2 separate regions of the Mus musculus genome follow, and region 2 is linked to region 1. Evidence: chromatin contacts called from public HiCAR-type data. All regions are on one chromosome and are shown on one strand. Each heading gives the region's core, a stretch centred on a gene start, on an enhancer-like site or on the middle of the called end of the contact. The rest is flanking DNA. Distances are from core to core; before and after follow the strand shown.

Region 1 (6,008 bases), core at 3,367-5,866:
AGATACAGGCACACACATATACACAGGTACACACACAGGCACACACACAGGCATACACACAGACGCACACACATTCAAACACACAGATATAGGCACACACATGCACACAGGTACACAAAGGCACACAAACATACACACATATAGGCACACACACAGGCACACAGACACACATACACACAGGCATACACACACATACAGGCACACACATACACAGTACACACCACTCTAATAATAACAAATACATTTTTAAAATAAAATTGAAATGGAAGGAAGGGATGAGCAAGAAGAATAAAGAATGCATTCTGAGTTCGTGAGAAATTAGTGTCTAGTGATGCTGCCCCCTCCCCCCCAAAAAAACCCCAGAATTTCTCTGTGTAGCCCTGGTTTTCCTGGAACACAGGCTGGCTGCCTCTGTCTCCACCTCCCCAGCGCTGGGTTTAAAGATGTGCATCACCACCACCACCTGACAATGGTGGCATATTTAATTGACCACCAACATGAAAATAAAATGATCTTCCTAGAAAATCAGTAGAATGGTCAGGGACAGTTGACTAGGTTACAAAAGGAACCTGTGGGTGCTGTGGGTATAGAGTTTCTTGTGTTAAATAACTATTTTTTAAGGATTTATTTTTATTTATCTGTTGATGTGGGTGTTACCTCTGGAGGCCAAAGAAGAGGTTGGACCCTGGAGCTGAAGTTACAGTTATCTGTCGGGTGCCCTGCCTGGTCTTGCACTCTGGTCCCTGGAGCTGAAGTCTGGCCCTCAGGATTATGCAGCAAATGCTCTTAACTCTATAAGCATTCCAGCCCCCAGGTTTCACTTGAATTATTCCATAAACAGAAATAACCTCCGAGGTAATGAAAGACCTTAGTGTTTGTTTGGGGATGAGTTTGGAAACACACCAGGAAGCCCTGTTAGCACCCTAGCCAACACCAGCTTCTGCTCTGCCTTGCATCTCCCCATCTAGTGGGTCCGCCCCTGCTTTCTGTTTTATGCTGAGGTTTGAATCTGGAGTCTCATGCTCTCTACAACCGAGCCAGCCCCGCAGCCCCAGCGTGATCTTGTCAGTGCCTCTTGTTCCCTGCTCTGATGGGCTGCCAAGAAACAGATGGGTTGTTCGTTGTTCCATGAATCCTGAAACGGAGGAGAACTTGCTCCCCCTCCCCGCCCCCACACGCACCTGTGCCTGATTTCCACTCCATTTAACCCCTGAAATGCTCAGGTCATCAGACACCAAGCTCCCAGCTGTACCAGATTGTTAACTGGGCACCTATTACATACCGTAGGGGCTGGAGACCTGGGCTTCATTACTGTGGAGCCTAAACTTCACAAAAAGTCATTTTTTATTGAAATTAAAATAGACCAAGTGTGGTGGTGGAGGAAGCCTTTAATCTTAGCACTGGGGAGGCTGAGACAGATCTCTGTGAATTCAAGGCCAGCCTGGTCTACATAGTGAGTTTCAGGACAGCCAGGGCTATGTAGAAAGACCTTGTTGTGGCTGGAGAGATGGCTCAGAGGTTAAGAGCACTGACTGCTCTTCCAGAGGTCCTGAGTTCAAATCCCAGCAACCACATGATGGCTCACAACCATCTGTAATGGGATCTGACGCCCTCTTCTGGTGTGTCTGAAGAGAGCTACAGTGTACTTACATATAATAAATAAATAATTAAAAAAAAAAAAGAAAGACCCTGTCTCAAAAAAAAAAGGAGGAAGGGAGAGAGAGAAGAAACAATTTTTAAATTTTAGAATATACTTATTTTACAGGTATGGGTGTTTTGTTTGCACATATGCCTGTGTAACAGATACATGCCTGGTACCCTCAGAAGGACTGAAATTACAAAAAGTTTTGGCTCCCATGTGAACACTGGGGAGCAAGCCCAGACTTTCTACAAGAGCAGCCTGTGTGCTTAACCAATGAGCGATCTCTCCACCCTGATATTGTTTGTTTGTTTTGTTGTGGGTTTTCTTTTGTTAGTTTTTCTGAGACAAGGTTTCATTGTGTGGCCTTGGTTGCCCTGGAGTTTGTTACATACAAAAGGCTGGACTCAAACTTATAAAGACCCATCTGCCTCTACCTCCCGAGTGCTTTTAAATTACATTATTTATTTTTTCAGTGTGTGTGTGTGTGTGTGTGTGTGTGTGTGTGTGTGTGTCTTAGGCAGAACTTGCAGGAGTTGGAGTTGGTTCTCTCTTTCCATGTGGGTCCTAAGGAGGGAACCCAGCTCATCAAGCCTGCCTGGTAGCAGGTCCCTTTATCCAATAACATTCTTGGCAACCCTGACTCTAAATTTGGGTAGCTGAAGTTATCTGGACCGTCCCCTGGAAACAAACCTCACTCCAGTATCCAGCCCAGTCTTGCTTTCAGCCTCCCTCCCCCACCCCCACCTGAAAGCTTCAGTGCTTCCCAGCCCTCTGCAGGGAATGTCAGGGGAGACCTCCATCAGACTGGCCCATAGTGGCCTCCATCAGACAGTGGCCTCCATCAGACTGGCCCATAGTGGCCTCCATCAGACAGTGGCCTGTAGTGGGTGGCATTTTCTTGATTAGTGATTGATTTGGGGAGGGTCAGCTCCCTGTGATTGGTGTCACCCTTGGGCAGGTGCCACTCACTGGGTTGTGTGAGAGAACAGGTTGAAAAGGTCACAGAGAGCAAGTCAGTAAGCAGAGTTCTCCTGCTTCAGTTCCCACCTCCAGGCTCCTGCCTCCATTTCCCTTGGTGACGAACTAGGACCCGGAACTGTCAGCTGAAACCCACCCTTTCCTTCTCCGCTTGCTTTTGGTCGGCGTTTCCTCGCAGCAACAGAGAGCAGACTAGGTTGCCAGTATTACAGCCTATGGGCGTCATTTTTCTGTTTTACTTTTTATTTTGTCAATCTTCTACTCTAATTTGTAAATTAAATTTAGCCTGGCCTGGACACACACCTGCACTGGGGCGCAGAGGCAGGAGGTTCAGGTGTTCAAGGTCAGCCTAGACCAAATCGAGTTTGAAGCTAGTCTGGCCATAATGAATGAGTGGATGAACGGATGGATGAATAAACAAACACTGAACTGAACCGAACACAAGTGTGGGAGTGTAAGATAAATATGATAATGCTTGTGCTCTGTGCTGTCTGCGGCTGCAGTGGAGGGGGCTTGGAACATTTATCCCTCATGCATAAATGGAGACCGAAGCAGACACAGCCTTACCAGCTGTTGAAAACCCTCCCTCGCTGGCTCTCCCAGCAACTCATCGCAGAGCTTAGAGAACACTGGGATGACCCTGTACAACGGCAGAAGCATCCTTCCCTCCCTCTGTGCTTTTAGCAAGGCGAGATCCTGAGTGCATTTGCAGAGTCTGAAATAGTTTTAAAGGGAAAGGAACTCCAAAAAGTTAAGTCCCGCCCCAACAGAGGAAACACCTAAACCTAATTGCTGCCCAGAACTCAGAGCCAGGCCCTGTTGGGAAGTACTTAGCCCTGGAGGCTACTTGGCCAAGAACGCAGTAGATGCCAGTCAAACACTAGACAATAATGTGGTGGTAACTGCCAAGGACTCTCCCCTGCCTTCCCCTGGGCTGATGGCAAAGTGAGGAGACTGTCACAAAAATGGACCAATTAACAAATCGGATTTCCTGCTCCAGGGTCACAGTAGAAACTTTCCAGAGCCAGGTAGACTGGAATTAGGCTCCGATTCTGTTACACTCCTTCTCAGCTACGCTCCCTGTACCCATCTCCACATCTTCCCGTTTTGTTTCACAAAGTGGTGATACCCCTTTTAAAAATCTGCGGTTTGGTTTGTTAGTTTGTTTGAGACAGTCTCTCTTCATTATGTAGCTCTGACTGTCCCGAAACTGGATCTATAGACCAGGCTACCTTGGAACTTAAAAGAAATTTGCCTGCCTTTGCCTCCAGGGTGCCACCAAGCCCAGCAGTGGTCCCTGTAAATTGCCTGCTTGCATTTCTAAATGTTAGCAACGTATTTCCAAATGGTTAAATACTATCTGGCCTAGGTTGGGGATGTGCACAGAGCTCAGGTGGTAGAGAGTTTGTCTAGTATGCAGGAAGTCCTGGTTTCAATTCAATTCCCAGAGCCGTAGAAATCAGGCGTGGTGATATGCACTTAGAATCCTGGCACTTAGGCAGTGGAGGCAATAAGACCCCAAGTTCAAGGCTATCCTTCACTATACAGCAGCTTTAAGGCCAACCTAGGACACATGTTACCCTTTTTCTAAATAGTCCAAACGCGGTACAGGGAGTGGCAGCTCTGTTAAGGAACGGTGTAGAAGGGGCAATGCTAGAGTTGCCCACGGGTGAACTTGGGCTGCAGAATAATCTGCATCGCTGGTTCTGAGAAGAAGTTCTCCTTCCAGAGACTAACCGAGGCTCATCCAGGTTCCTAACCACCTCACTTTTCCTCTTTGAGGCAAGGAACAAAACTCACAGCCAGCCCCTACATCCTCCTCAGAGTAAATCAGACTGGAGTTGGCGCCACACTCACCCGCCATGGCTCCAGATGTTGAGGGAGGATCGTAATACCGAACGCTGATTGGCTGAGCAGCTGGTTGCCAAGACGACCCTAAAGCTCTTCGGAGAGATCCTTAGGGCTGGCTACAGGCTAGGCTAGTAAGAGCTGAGCCTTGGGGTATGGGCTGAGCGAAGGCTTTATATCCTGCTTATGCCCGCCCAGCCCACTGTGCAGAGCAGCCAGCGAGGGCGGGGCTGGACTCCAGAACCCAGAGGCATCTTGGGAAGATACCAAGTTTTTGGCAGGGAGAAGCAGTTTGGGGCTGGACTAGGACTCCTGTATATGGAAGTCAAAAGGGTTCCCCGGGAGCAAGGGAGTGAGAGAGAATTTGAGGATATGGGGACATATTGAATAAATTCATCTGCTCCCTGTCCCAAGACCTCCTGGGTACAAAATGGAAATTTCCAACAGAATTTTTCGAGCTTCGTGGGACCTGCCTACATAATCAGCCTGTGTAGATTAGTCCTCACTCAGCCGTGGGAAGTCACCTTTGCACGCTAGGGGAAGGGTGGGGCAGCAAAACGGATGGGCTCAAATTTTGCCGACTCACTGTGACTCTAGACTGAAAGTTCAGAGAGACTTGTCCTCGTGTGAAATGAATTCGTGCTGCGTTCTGCTCTTAGAAACTGCAAAAACTGCTCCCTGGGTATACACACTTGGGTCTCCTCAACTTTGCCCCCGGTGACCAGGTAACGGGGAACTCATCTGTGCGACTCTCTAGGAAGCCAGAGCAAAGCTGGCAGGAGACAGCAGCCACAGGGAAGTGTTTCTCTGTGTAGCCCTGGCTGTCCTGGAACTCACTCTGTAGACCAGGCTGGCCTCGAACTCAGAAATCCACCTGCCTCTGCCTCCCAAGTGCTGGGATTAAAGGAGTGCGCCACCACGACTAGTACATGCTTTTAATCCCATCACTTGGGTGCCAGAAGCAGGCAGATCTCTGAGTTTAAGGCCAGACTGGTCCACATAGCTAGTGCTAGAACAACAGCCAGGGCTACATAGGTGAGACCCTGTCTCAAAAACAGAGAAAGAAAGAAAAAGGGTTGGAATAAAGACCCTACATGTATGTGTGTGCCTTGGTCAAGCTCCCAAAGTAGGGTAGACATTATAACAGATTGCCATCATTAAAAGAGCTCAACTTTCCTGTTATCTGATAAATTCTGACAGTGAGGGAAAGACACACGTGCAGTCTCCTGTGGTGACAGGCTAGTGACAGCCCTTGTGATGGATCTCAGTGGAGTCTCATTCCGGTTAGGGCAAAGCCGAAGTAACACAATGGGCTATAAGAGGGAAGAAAGAAATATCAGCTGCAGCAGGCAAAGAGACCAAGGACAATTTTTAAAGCAACGCACTTCCCAAACAAAGAAAAGGTGAGAACTTATTAGGGAGGCAGATTCTTGTTCCTATGGGGGAGGTACTTTGGGGAGGGTACATTCCTGCACATGCCCAGTTTGCACCACAAAGCTTTATCTGGAAATAAAAGGATACCCTGAAGGTTTCTTAACAC
Region 2 (6,120 bases), core at 391-2,890, 270 kb before region 1:
ACCATCTGGCATCAAATTTGTAGTCTTTTTGTTTTGTTTTGTTTTGAAGATTAATTTGCTAAAAATCCTATTTAGTTTGAGTGGGAATCTGTCTCCCCCTCTCACCTCCGACAATAGCCCCTTCTATATAAAGGAGGAGGCTGGGAAGTTAGGATAGGCTCTCTGTTCTCAGGGAGTACAGACACCTTCTCCAACATTTTCTGCATTCTACTATGCTCGTGTGTCTGGTTTTCCCTCCAGCCATGCGCCCTCTGGCCTGCATTTCCCAAGCCACCGACAAGCAGAGACAGGACCAACATGAAGAAGCCCGCTCTGCTGCTTCAGTTTGGTGGCCGGATCTGCTCGAATCTTCTAGAGTACCTGATCCATTTCCAAGCCTATAATGGACACCACTGTAAAGGGGACTCAATATCTAATGGGAACTTGGGGTTCGTAATCTGAGCCCCCTCTGGGAAGGGGAGGTTAAGTCCTCTGTGTGGGCATACCGTGCTAAGAGCAGAAACCACACGTGTGGTAGCTCGTGGAAAACTGAAACCGATACTTTTTCTGACACCAGACCAGCTTTCACATATGACCAGATGCAGCGTCCACCAAGGTCCTTAAGGACACCCTTTTTACTTTCTTAGCCTTCTGCTCCTCCAGTTACACTATTTGCCCACTGGGTTCCTCTGACAGAAAGCCATGCAGCAGGTGGAACGCCTCACCGTGGCCCTGCTGTAGAGAGCCCTGTGCGTCCAGAACAGCCAGGAAGGGCATGGCGTCCTCGTAAAGGGAGTGGTAGCCTGGCCCCCATTCCCAGCCTTGCCGAGAGCATCCTCTGGACAGACGGCCTTCGGAAGGAGGATGCTTCCTTTCACTTCGTGTGTCCTGGTGTGGGGTGGGTCCCCAGCTAACAGCAGTCAGTGTTCTTCTACACGTAGGGAAGGGAGGGCATAGGAGAAAGTGGGTCGGTGCTGTTCAGAGTTTGCCTTTTCCTGAGGTCTGAGGAGTAAGAGGTTGGGAAGGGGGAAGGGGATGCAGATACACAAGGCTTTCACATTGAAAGGGTTGAGAAGGCTGAGGATGAAGGAGGGATACAACGTCCTCCCTTCACTCTGGTCCACTAATCCTCAGAACCTCTGGCTAAAAAAAAAAAAGTTTAATTAGGCTATAAGATGCCTTCTTGGCCACACACTGCACCATGTTCTCTAAACTGTAGCCTTTATCAGATAAACATCTACTCTTTCTCAACCGACTCTGGGTCTGCTAGGTCCTTAAAGCTGTATTGACAACAGGCAGGCCCCAAACTTGTGACAATCCTCTTGCCTCCACCTCTCCAGCGCTGGGATTGCAGGTGACTGCCACCGTTCCCGGCTGTCGTTTATTAAATGCTTTCTGAAAGTGACCCAGGAGCACAACCCAGGAGCACTCCAAGGTCCTACAGCTTCACCCTCTCTTCCTTCCCCTGAGAGTCCCTAGTGCTAGCGGCAAGGAGCGCTTTGCTTTGGGAATAAGAGACAAACTGGAGGACTACAGCAGGCTCCGAGGAAAGCCATGAAGGAGGCAAGAAGGCCATAGTTACTCACAGCAGCAGGTAAGAGAGCTGGGTTATTTCAGGAGGAGGAGACCAGAAAACAAAGGAGAGAGCCACGTGGAGGGTGTGGCATCCCTGGTATTTTTCCACAGCTTTGCTCTGACTGGATCAGAGACGCAGTTGTCCCCCACCTCTCCTGTTCCACTTTTACATCTGCCACTGGGAAAGGAAATTTGTTCCACTTGTGCCGAAATGTGCAGGAGGCTGGGCATGCAAACCAACCTAAAGATATTTAACAGGAAAAGTTTGGAAAGAGATGAAAATATGCAGAAAAGTACAAAGATGAAGGTTAAAACCAAACAGAAGCTCTCTGCTCTGGGATAGCTACTGTTAACTTTCCTTACTTTCTTTAAAGATTTATTTTTATTTTATGTGTGGGAGTGGTTTGCCTGTATGTATGTTTGTGTGTATATGTGTATATGTGTATGTCTGTATGTATATTTGTATGTATGTATGTGTATATGTGTATGTTTGTATGTGTGTGTATGTATGTATGTATGCATGCATGCATGTGCATGTGCATGTGTGTGTGTATGTATGTATGTATGTATGTCATAGGCTTGCCTGGGGACACTGGAGGCCAAAGGTGGGTGTAGGATTCTTGAGACCCTCCAGTCCAGTCCACATGGTTGTAAGCTACAGTGCGGGTACTGGGAACTGAACTCAGGTGTTGTACAAGAACAATAAATGCCTTCATCCCCTGAGCCACCTCTGCAGCCCCTATTTTATTTTACCTTTTTGAGACAGGGCATCATATAATAGATTCACTATGCAGTAGAAGATGTCTGTGAACTCCCAACCTTTCTGTCTTTCCCTCTCTAGTGTAGGATTACAAGGGTTGGAGCACCACGGCCAATCACTATTCTGATTGATTGCTATCTTTTTTAATTCTCTCTCTCTCTCTCTCTCTCTCTCTCTATATATATATATATTTATGTATATATATACATATATATATATATACATAAATGTTGTGTCCGGCCAGCCGACCACATGTTTTGGGTCCTAGGCTGGAAAGGCATGTTGGAAACCTGGAAGAGAAGAAGGGCTAGGCTGCACAAGATAAGGAAGGAACCAAGACAAAGCTCTCTGCTCAAGGTTCAATTTTTACTATTCCGGCACTCCGTTATGAAGGAAGGGAGAGGGGCCGATTCCCGCCAAATAATCTTGGAGTCCAGTAGCAGGGTGACCACGTGATGGCTTCGGAACAGCAAAGCACTGGGCTCCAGCAGTGGGTGTGGCAGAACGATTGAGCGGCAAGCTCCATCCAGGTGTAAACAGTGGAACCATTCTCTGTTTAGGCCTGGCTGTCCTAGAACTCACTTTGTAGACCAGGCTGGCCTCGAACTCAGAAATCCACCTGCCTCCGCCTCCCGAGTGCTGGGATTAAAGGCGTGCGCCACCACGCCCAGCTTATTCTATATATTTTCAATTTTTGGATTATTCCTACATAGGCAATTGGTCCAAATAATAGGAAACTATAAATAATGTAGATGAACATGGCATATTCCAAAATCTCTTCTTCTCTCTTCTTTTTAAAAACAGGATCTCATTATGTAGCCTAGACTAGCCTCGAACTTCCTTCAGTCTCCTGCATGCTGGATTATAGGCCCATATGTACCCACAGTCTGCCATTTCTCTTAATATTATCATGTATTTGTTCTATGAAAAATATTTTTTTAAAGCTTTCTTTTGTTTTTCAGGCTTTAAAAATATTTGAAATCCATTTGAGAAGAAGGGGCTTAGCTTTCTGACATGATTGTTGGAGATAAAGAACTAAGGTTTCACTGGGCATGGTGGTGCATGCCTGTAATTCCAGCACTCGAGAGGCAGATGTGAGTTTGAGGCCTTGAAGCCAGCCTCTTTTACATAGCAGGCAGGAGAGCCACGGCTGGGGATGGAGGCAGGCCCCAAAGAAGGATTGAGGTTCCCAGAGGTTGCCCTTAGCCATATTTGACCCCTGTTTGTGTGGCCAGACCCTGGGAATAGGACCCCTTGGGAATAGGAATAATTTTTTTAACTTAGCAGACAGCTGTGTTAAGAAAAGGTAGAGAGAGGAGTAACAAAGACCAGGACTCTTTGACGTCTCTCTACCCATCACATCCACGCTTCCCAGGGCCTCTCTGGCTTCAAGAATCCCATCATGGGAACTCGTGAGTGAACAAAGAGTTGAAGAAAATTCCTTATCAGCGGGAGAGTTACTTGATTCAATGTGTTTCCTAATGTGAGTTGGGACAATAGGGGGAAAGAAAGAGAAGAAATAAAAGGTCATTTTCTTTGGCTGCTTTTAATGAATCCCCCCTCCCCCATTGTCATTACCCATCCCTAGTCAGGAAAAGCTCGAGTTTTTTCATGCCAAGAAAAACAGCAGGCAGGAAGAAACAAATTATGACCTTGTTTGTGTTTTGTGTCCTAACTATTTGATTTATAGGCCTTGATCCACTGATTATGGATGAAAGAAAATATTTCAGTGCCTCAACCGTAACCTGAACTTAACCAGGGGTGGGTCTCATGTCCACGGCTAAAAAGTTACGAGGTTGAAACGCTTTGAGAATAAAGGATCAAAGTTTGGGGCCGTCTGTAGGCAATTTTTAAGCTACTCCCAAGGTCAAACTCTTTTCTCACACGCCATCATCACAAAACCCCTCTTTAGACAGTTTGCTGCCTTCCAAAACCTGCTCATTTACAGACCTAGGAAGTAGTTAAGCACCTACTGTGCACCAAGCACCGACTGAGACACTGAGGATCCACATCAAGTCAGAAGAAGATATCTTGTGGTCAGGGGCTCCAGGAGGTGGGGTGGGGGTGGGGACAGAAGGATATATTAGAGAAAGACAGGAGAGCTACTAAGAGGAGGTGGCAAGTCGTGGCTTCATTTAGGTGTTGACGTTGGACCTGAGACAGAATAAATGTATGTGAGGTTGGGGTAAGGTAGGTAGCTATCCTCTAAAATTGGCTCATGAGCCAGGCCTAATGGTATAGATGATGGTATAGATCCAGGCCCTTGGGTAACTAAGGCTTATCACTGCCTGGAATATACAGCAAGATCTTATTGCAAAAACAAACAGACAGACAAACACACAAACTCTACATGAAAATCCTGTATCATGGAGCTATGTCCTCAGCTCTATCGAAACATTTCTAAGCTAAGTCATTAAGTAAAACAAAACAAAACAAAACAAACAAACAAACAAAAAACCATGGCATAGATTGTATGTTTCTCATTATGCTTTTCTAACAAAAAGTCATAAAATGAGTGTATTTGTGTTTTCTAGCATTTGCATTAAGCTTAGAAAAGAAACACACAAAACTAATATGCCGGGCTGGTGAGATGGCTCAGTGGGTAAGAGCACCCGACTGCTCTTCTGAAGGTCCAGAGTTCAAATCCCAGCAACCACATGGTGGCTCACAACCATCCGTAACAAGATCTGACTCCCTCTTCTGGTGTGTCTGAAGACAGCTACAGTGTACTTACATATATTAATAAATAAATCTTTAAAAAAAAAAAAAAAAAACTAATATGCCTTAATATTCACTTACAAATTTTTAAAATGTAAGATTAGGGTAACTCAAAAACATTAGTATTCTGCGTGTCAGGCTGTGCGAACTTGCTTAAACGCACTGTCACTGAGGCTTCATCTTGGTGATTGCTAACACAGCGAATGCTTATGCCTTTGACCCAGAGGTTTTCTTTTTGTGCATTGCATAATGATGTAAGATCAAGGTCACTAACTTCAGTCTCATTCGTGCTTGCAAAAGACTGGAAGCAACCCAAATGACAATCAGTAGGATATAAGTTAGGGTAGATTTACAAGGACTACGAGCACTAGAATCATGCAAAGCTGTGCTTCTGGGTCATTGAACCAGGCATTGTCTCTGCATCAGCAGGGAAGCACTTGGGTGTGCATGTTGGGCCAGGAATTCATACCTCATGTGTGCTAGACATATATGCTCTATGATGGAGATATACGCCCCCCCCCCCCAGCTCTATCGAAACATTTCTAAGGTAAGGAAAAAAAAAAAACAAACAAAACCAAAAACACCATCCAGACTGTGCAATGTTCACTGTCTTTCCTAACTAAAGGTCCTAAAGTAAGCATTCTTGTATTTACTTTCATTGCATTAAGAAGCTTAGGAAAGAAACACAGAGCCCATGTATGACAGTCTGGACCGGGTGAGTGGAAAGGGAAACTGGGTAAAAGGTGACAAAGAGACTTCACTGTATGGCTTTCAATTTTTCTTTCCTTTTTCTTTTCTTCTTCTTTTTTCTGGCTTTGGAATTAACTTAATTACAATTCCTAAGATCAACATTCTGCTATAAACAGAAAAAAATGATGCCTGGTTCTCTATGTACAATAATAAAGCTCTCTTATGATTTATTTATTTTTTTATGCACTGGTGTTTTTCCTCCGTGTGTCTGTGTGAGGGTATCAGGTCCCCTGGAATGGGAGTTACAGACGGTTGTAAACTGCCATGTGGGTGCTGGGAATTGAACCTGGGGCCTCTGGAAGAACAGTCAGTGTTCTTAACCACTGAGCCATCTCTCC

The links. HiCAR-type assays count read pairs that join an accessible place to other places.
Region 2: a contact with region 1 is called in a HiCAR-type map of embryonic stem cells, with 2.5 times the contacts expected there. The contact joins the enhancer-like site here to the promoter of Nqo1 in region 1. A contact is called at or near these places in 7 of 39 promoter capture datasets (the C10 cell line, cranial neural crest, embryonic stem cells and 3 more), 1 of 15 datasets of contacts at CTCF or cohesin (large pre-B cells), 1 of 484 Hi-C or Micro-C datasets (bone marrow-derived macrophages), 7 of 115 datasets of contacts at active chromatin or transcription factors (bone marrow-derived macrophages, embryonic stem cells, extraembryonic endoderm stem cells and 2 more) and 1 of 9 other capture datasets (liver).

Annotation. Positions count from the first base shown.
Region 1 is chr8:107,398,589-107,404,596 of GRCm38.p6, forward strand. It overlaps Nqo1 (NAD(P)H dehydrogenase, quinone 1), which reads right to left and starts at 4,617. Exons shown (of 6, transcript NM_008706.5): 1 at 4,478-4,617. The coding sequence starts at 4,484.
Region 2 is chr8:107,132,496-107,138,615 of GRCm38.p6, forward strand. No RefSeq gene overlaps it. Among named protein-coding and RNA genes, the nearest start is that of Gm39240, 11 kb to the left of the region's middle. Within about 2 kb of position 1,641, at least 53 of the 459 cell types and tissues checked have an H3K27ac peak or open chromatin away from gene starts, as enhancers often do. A contact at or near this core is called in embryonic stem cells and extraembryonic endoderm stem cells, where this site is marked.